2 separate regions of the Bicyclus anynana genome follow, and region 2 is linked to region 1. A link is a contact called in public Hi-C data. All regions are on one chromosome and are shown on one strand. Each heading gives the region's core, a stretch centred on a gene start, on an enhancer-like site or on the middle of the called end of the contact. The rest is flanking DNA. Distances are from core to core; before and after follow the strand shown. Region 1 overlaps LOC112051487 (transcription factor Sox-5). Region 2 overlaps LOC112051487 (transcription factor Sox-5).

What was found. Hi-C and Micro-C count contacts between places; a contact is called where the count stands out from the background.
Region 2: a Hi-C map of whole body shows a contact between it and region 1, with 2.7 times the contacts expected there. The contact joins two enhancer-like sites. A contact is called at or near these places in 2 of 2 Hi-C or Micro-C datasets (whole body and whole larva).

Annotation. Positions count from the first base shown.
Region 1 is chr23:11,117,641-11,121,639 of ilBicAnyn1.1, reverse strand. All of the region lies in intron 1 of LOC112051487 (transcription factor Sox-5), which reads right to left. Among protein-coding and RNA genes, the nearest start is that of Trnad-guc, 6.6 kb to the right of the region's middle. Within about 2 kb of position 2,224, at least 5 of the 8 cell types and tissues checked have open chromatin away from gene starts, as enhancers often do.
Region 2 is chr23:11,201,298-11,205,296 of ilBicAnyn1.1, reverse strand. The region is part of intron 3 of LOC112051487 (transcription factor Sox-5); the gene reads right to left. Among protein-coding and RNA genes, the nearest start is that of LOC112051489, 85 kb to the left of the region's middle. Within about 2 kb of position 1,881, at least 4 of the 8 cell types and tissues checked have open chromatin away from gene starts, as enhancers often do.

The sequences.
Region 1 (3,999 bases), core at 975-3,474:
AGGTTTTCAAGAAGCAGTACATAGGTAAGCAGGTTGCAAGCATTCGAGATGACTGGATGGCAAATAAACAGGAAGATGCTTAAGATTTCTTGGAACAGCTTCGAACCTAATAGAGTAGGTATCGACTGAAACTTACGAACAAAATAAAAGAAAACTCATGAAATATTGAGCTTCTTTGACACTAAAGAAGCTTAATTATTCATGTTATCTACATGCTATGATACAAATTGTCAAATGTCATCCGGTGCTTATGGTGGATATCATATAGTATGTAGATTGTAGATGACACTTTGTTGTCCACATCCATAGGTTGATAATAAAGGGCAAAATAGTGAATAGGCCTACAGGATGGTATCAATGACACTGGCACCCATAAAACTTAACCTAACTTGTACCCAATACGTAATCAAAAGCGGAAATCTCTACACAAACACTCTAACAGATACTTCCAAGAACCCTCAAGACAACACTAACAACGGACCCAATCAAGTAATTGCTATTCGCCTTGGAAAGTTAAATAGGTTGGAGTTACTGTATCAACTATTTAATTGGTAGATATCCCTTAAAACAAAAGGGACTCTACCAGCTTTATTTACAAGGCGACTTATGTATTATTACGATTACCATCTGGTTCCGGGCTGCTACTGAGAAATTATTGAAAAAAAAAAAAAAAATTATTAATAGAATATTTGCCATTTCTTTTAAATATGGACAGTATTCTCATTCCCCTCCTACTAGTCGAAAAAGACTGTAGGTATTAGGAGTGGGTACGACAATAGACCAACGGGGCGGGGATTGAGTCATTGAGCTATTGAGGCTTAATTTTTAAAAATAATGATAAAATAATGATTCTACTTACATATTTAAAAATATGTAAACCCGACGCAGCTTTCGAAACCAAGATTTCATGATCTATGCCAATTAGCAGAGTAAAAAAAATATTATAAGCGACTAACCAATAGACCAACGAAAAAGTAAATAAATGAATATCTTGGATAGGATAAAGTCACAGTAAATGTGATTAATTTCAAGGCAAAATCCATTTTGGATATTTTAAAAATACTCCCAACTGAAGTAAACGTGTCCATTAGTCGGACTAATGTTCATTTATTTCCCCCCCTAGCCAATATTTCGTGTAACTCGCTTAGCGACGATGTCCGCTTCACTTAGTTTTTTAATGATGCTTTTACAGTTTTTTTTTTCGGGAAAAAATCAATAAGGTCGCTTATACGCTGAGCGGTTATTTTGGTTGACCGTTTTTTAACGGCGGCTCTACAATGTCACATCTTAAGCCTAACAACAATATATTTTAAAGTATTTACCTAAACTATGTTAGTAATACTACCTAAATAATGATCATAATTATGTAAAGTATAGGCCACTTCCAATTTTTTCCATTCATCTCTTTGATTGAGTGTATTTTTGATTTTGAATATTCCACTTCCATTCCAAACAAGTGGAAATTTTCAATAGGAATGGGTATCACGACAATATTTTAGTGGGTTATTATTTCATCGGACTCTATAGACCTCTTGGATTTGAATCTCTCTTATAACTGTGGTGGCTATGCTTAGATTACATTAGGTAGGTAAGCAGTAGGTACTGTCTACTGCCTTAACTAGTCAATGGAATATTAAATTAGATAAAACCGACAAAACTATTGAGTTTTGATTATTAATAGATACGTACCTTGTACCTTATGACTATGAGCTCCAAAAGGCATAGAACATGTCGAAAGTGAAAATAAACAGCAAAGTAACAAAATGAGAATGTGTCTAAGTCTATGAATATAAAACGCACCCTTGTAGCCGGCCTAAGCCATTTCCATTTACAGCACTTAAGACTGTTTATGCATTTAAACGATTTTATTTTTTACCTACATGTTTCTAATGTGTTTTGGGTGATATTTACAGAACTTTTAGCTTTTGAAAATTTATAGGTAAGTGCCTAAGTACCTGATCATTACCCAAATGTACCTACCAACAGAATTAAAAGAATCAAATCTATGATTTTCAGGTTTCAGACACGCAACTTAGAGGCTATTGGACATCGAATATTTTGAATTTCAATACCAATTGTTGCAGTCGGCGTGAAAAATCCGTAATTGTTACAAACGTCTGTTTACAGTTTACAGAGGAAGCTAGCGTAGGTTCGCTGGGCGGCACACAGGTAGCTGACAATAGGGCATTGTGTGGGAGGCGTGGCCCATTGTGCCCCTCGGCCAATCAGGGCGCCGCATTCAACAATAGCGCACCGAATTGGAATGCCGCGTCAACTCTATTGTCGGATTGGTGTGATTATTTCAAATTTAGAATTGTTCAGCTTCAAATTCGTTCATTGTTCGTGATACGTCCAATCTCAAACTAACGTTAGTTATATTTTCATAATTTTGTTTGTATTAACTGTAGTTTTCTCGTCTTGCGTTCAATTAATTCATCTGAACTGTACAGAAGTCTGAAAGTACCTATAGGTATTATTCCTTACTGCACCTTTATTCGTTTTCTTAGTTTTCACACACACTTATTGTGTGTGCAAAAAATAACAATCGCATACATTGTTATGAGCCCAAGACATGGAAGCATAATAAAAAATTTGATAAACATAGAATGTTTAAGTTGAAGCATGCTTGTCAACGCTGACTGAAGGGATTTGGCAATTATTAAAAGTATCTTGCCCAATGTAGTAAGTAACGCCTTATTTTGGTTGCTTTATATTGCTTGTTTGTAATAAATAGGTAAGTAACTACGTAACTAAACAGTATTAACTTGAGATTTTACCTACTTACGAATAAGTAGGATTGGCAAAAGCCTACTTCAGCTAATTATTAGTTATACAGACTAGGCTAGACCAATTTATCAAAATAGACCTACCTACTAATGAATTCCATGTAGATAATATGACCAATGGTGGTTTAGCTATGATAAACTGGCTACTAGATCTTATATCTCTCGAGTTTTCTAACTAAGCTCATTATTCTTAAGATATCTACGGGTTATTTATATTCAATATAAAATAGCAAAATGGACTTAAACGATACGTCAAGTGTTCAATGCTCTCGATACTGTCGCGTGGAAAATAAGATACGCTTTACCTAAATATAAGCTTTAGCAACTAATTAATAAAATAATAATAGACAAGTACCAACATGGTTAGCTAGATTTATCGAGGGAAAATGTCTGATTCGGTAGGTAACCGAGTGATTTTTTTTAAAACGCAATCGAGTTCCTCCACGAACTTATTTAATATCACGTCCGAAGTCTAAGTTTCACGAAAGTAATTCATTTGAACATCTATTTGCCTATAAGTGGATGCCTATTCAATAAAAAAATATACCTACCTACAGATGAACATACACCCTAAGAAAAAGAAAAAGCTACCTAGGTAGGTACTAGCAATTGTAAGACAAAATTGCATGATTTGTACGCATTTTCTGGTTCTGTTTATTGTTGTACCTACTTATTTAAGGTTGTTATTTTTGAAGTTTATTTAATGATTGATTTTTCTTTAGTATACGTAGGTACCTACCTATTTACAATGGATAGGTATAGTTTACAGCAGGGATCGCACCACTTTTCGAATTTAAGTAGGTAACCCTTAAAATTCTAATTCTAACTATTATCTACTTATTAAAAAAATATGCAAACGCTTTCTCACTCGAGTGTACGCAGCGGGTGCTCATTACAGACGCATCTTAGACCGGATGCTGCGAACAGGTGTCGCTTACTGTCCAACGCGATCCAACAAAACAGAACTAGACTTTACTGCGACGTCCTAAAGTTCAACTTTAACAGTAACATGAACTTTGATGCACAAGAAAATCGCCTTTATGTTATTGCATTAGGATCTATAAGGCCGGTAATAATTAGCCAGGTCCGATGTTACGGTTAAATACATGTATTCTGTTTCCGTAATAAGCGAATCCGGTTTTAACTGTTAACTACGCCATACGTAGCTCTGTAGTAATTTCAAAACAGTTCGTTTGTTTTTCATTTAAGTAAA
Region 2 (3,999 bases), core at 632-3,131, 84 kb before region 1:
ACCTTTTTGCTGAAGGTTCTCATTAGATCGAAGCAGCGTCTCCAAGGTTTGAGCAAGCTTAGAAGTTCCACCAAAATCGAGCTCGAGGGCCAGAAGAACGGAACATAGGTACTTTGAGAGCATCTTTCATCATCACATCTTTTTAGATCGACATCTTACCTCAGAAAGACGTTAGGCCGTTACACTTTGCCGTATTGCTTTATTCGGATATTGTCGTTACTACGTCCGATATTAATGGCACAGCCTTTAGGATGTTAATCCAAGTAAAGCTCAAAATTTCTAAGCCTGTATAAAAAATCAATGACAAAGACTGTCTCCATAATACATAACTACAAAAAATTCAAGCGTAATCGCTGAGCTATAAAATTTAACAACACTTTTTATTTCAACGTGAATGAATCGATAAATCCATCCTGTATCGATAAACGAAATTTCAACATAAAAATTTCCCGCCACATCACTATTGCGGCGACGGGAAAATTCATTCGGAGAAGAATGCAGACGCTATTGCGAAATTTTATGCATTCCTAGTACATCAAGCAAACCAGTTAGATAGAAAACGGCAATACGAAAATAAAACGACATTGCTTATACAGCAAATGGGCTTGATAAGCGAGCACTTTTGAACATATTAAAATATTTATGCATTTTGTTGTTAATATAAAGTGCCATGTAATCGTCTGTCTGATTAATTAGTCTTCTTTGTCGCTGCGCTCTTGACAGAGCGGTCGTGGTCTTTAGGACGTGTTGGAGGCAGATGTAATACGCCTCACGAGCATTCGCCACTTCTCCCTTTGTGTAGTGAGTCGCGTACATTCATGCAAGGGACCGCCTACAGCAGATTTAATCTGGTCGGTCCATCGCATGGGTGACCTTCCGCGTTGCCTAGTTCCCTCCACCTTCCCTTGCACAACAAGGCGTTCGATACAGTCATTCCCTCGCCGGGAGACATGTCCAAAACTGATTAATTAATTAGTAACTGATTAATTAGTAAGTTCATTACAAGAATCATCATCATTATTATCAGCCGATGGACGTCCACAGCTGGACATAGGCCTCTTGCATGGACTTCCAAACAAAACGGACTCGAGCCGCCAGCATCTAGGAGCGGCGCGCTTGATGTCCTTAGTCCACCTAGTGAGGGGTCGACCAACACTGCGCTTTCCGGTGGGTGGTTTCCAGCACCTTAGACTACAAGAATACAAGTCATATAAATCTGAGACGTTTAAAAATATTTTTCCAGGACCAGTAATTTGTTCTGGCTAATTCACTAACTTTGGCGTATATTAGTTGACATAACGAAATTGAGATACTATGTAACAAATGTCATACGGTGCCTACTTTTATACGATTTTAATATCTGGTTTCTAAAATCATGAATGATTGTAGAAACCAGATAAAGGTAAAAAACTGTCGTTTCTAAATTGGTTTCTATTTCTAGAGAAATTGACCAATTTAGAAATAATAGTTCCTTAAATTGATCACCGCTTAATAAATAACCTACCTACACAATTTGATCGGAAAAACTTCAAAGAAAACTACGATGTAGATAAAAGGATACATATACCTATTATAAGAACATAATCAGACATCATAAAGAATCTACAATATAATATACTAGTTACTCGCACCCACCTAATAATAAATACATATATTAGTTAGGTATATGTAGACAGTTAAATACATTCCTAAGGCGGATTTTAATAACAACGCTAACACGTTAAACACAGCAATTATCTAAAGGACATGCGCAAATAACGGATTACATGGAATGAGAACAAACGTGGCCGAATGGAGGAAAATACTACAAAGGCGGTGCCCATTTCCACGAGCATTGTGTTAAAACGGGACGACCTCATTCCGCGTCCCTGTCTAACAATAACCGTTGCCTGCGATGCGCAACAGAGATAGTCACCGACAATAGACAATTGTTATCCCCACCACAGCATCGAACTGCCCTAGTGAAAGCGATGCATGCGAATTTCACTCTTTTAACTCGCGATATTTGCTTTATAGAGTCGTGAATCGCTTGAGGAGAATCTGTTGTAATGCAGCCAATAATTTGATTCGGCGGTTATCATTGGGAAAACAATGGATTGACGGTTAGGTATAAATGGGTTATGGTCTTGGATAGGAAGTGGATTGTGACGCAGGGCGTAGGCGGGATTTTACTGTGAAATCACGGCGCGATTAATATTGAAATAGATTGTTAGTTTAGTAGGTTTGGTAGGTATGTGATTGAGTGCAAAACGTGCGTTTTGCGTCTTCCTTTTTCATGTAGTAGCAGGTAGTAAAGTTATGTTAACGAAAAACTGGTATTTACATAGTTTCGTTGAAATAATCATGTAAGATGATCGTAAAAACAAAGAAACTTTACCGCTTAATGTAAAATGGTGCAGTTAAGGTTATTTCGTTGAAATAACTATTTTAGGTCACAAAAACGAAAATATGATAAAAACTATGTGACTCATTATGTCAATGGTACACCGAACCGAAAGAGCCGTGATAGCCCAGTCTCAATCGGTGAAGGAAAACATCGTGAGGAAATCTGCAATTTTCTTAATTCTCTGCGTGTGTGAAGTCTGCCAATCCGCATTGGGCCAGCGTGGTGGACTATTGGCCTAACCCCTCTCATTCTGAGAGGAGACACGTGTTTGAGACACGTGATATTAAATTTCTTAAAATGCACACAACTGATAAGCTGGAGGTGCACGCCCCGGACCGAATTCGAACCCACACCCTCCGGAACCGGAGGCAGAGGTCATACCCATTAGGCTATCCCGGCTCTCACTTATACCTACATTTGTGGTAAGCATTATTTTTAGTTCTACAGATCCCATAAATCAAAAACTTCGCAAGGGATCATTGAAAAAGACCCCAAACCGTCGCGAAAGAACTCGCACCGTCCACTAGAACCTAATAAATATTTAATTAACTAATTGCGCCAGCCTATTGTAAGGAGGATGCAAAAATTACTTCCTATTTTAAATATAACTCCGCTCTTTGAATATTATGAAGTGCCAACATAAAATGGTGTTTTGAAAAAGTCGTTTTGCCGCCCGCTCGCTCCTCACAGCGCGTCATGTTGGTAATATTGACAAAATTAATTTCACCATCCATTTACATGATATTTTCATGACACTCGAGTCCCGCACTTAACCGACATGATGTTAAACACTTACATAAAAAAAAGTACGCGCTAAAATATCATGTGTCAACGAGGCGCTTTCAAAAATGGCTCTGAAACGGAAAAAGCCAGGGGTTAACGTCAGACCAATTAGTTTGTGAAAGAAACCGACGGACAGGGCAACGTTTTGATTAAAAAAAAAAAAAGTTTCAATATTAAAAAGTTACGGCACTTTGCCGCGTCGCGCTCGCCATACAACGCAATTGGATTGGAATTAAAAATATAAATGAACGCGCGATCGTTTTGTGTCTATTTTCAAATATGGAACGCGTAGCATGACGAGGTTTCATACTCTTCACTGATTTGAAAATGTTATAACTACTTTCACTTGGGAAACCGTGTGTACGGGGTTTGCCTAAGGTATTAACCATAAGTGAATCCCGTACTTTACCGAAACTTTAGATGAAAAATGATTCAGGTATCTAATCAATTAAGGTAGGTATTTAGAAGCTTAAATAATCACTTAGAGTATTTTTAAGTACACAAGTACTCGAAACTTCATCATTTAAAAAAATAGTTTCTTTGTTGATGTTTTATTAATTTGTTATTTTCCGAAAAAAGCCGACGAGCTTAAACTCCAGCCAAATCCGAAAAAACATACTTACCATGTTAGTATCTTTGGAGTGAAATCCAACCATTCCTAAGAGACTTTTCCAGAGAGAGCTTATTAGAGTTAGGGAAAAGACCGAGGGGCTACTCACTAACCCGATGGGCTGATCAGCTGAAAGAGGATAAAAGACGAATTTCTACACGCTAACAAAAATGGCCACCAACCAAGCCGGTGGAAAACGTGGACCCGTAGGAGATTAGGA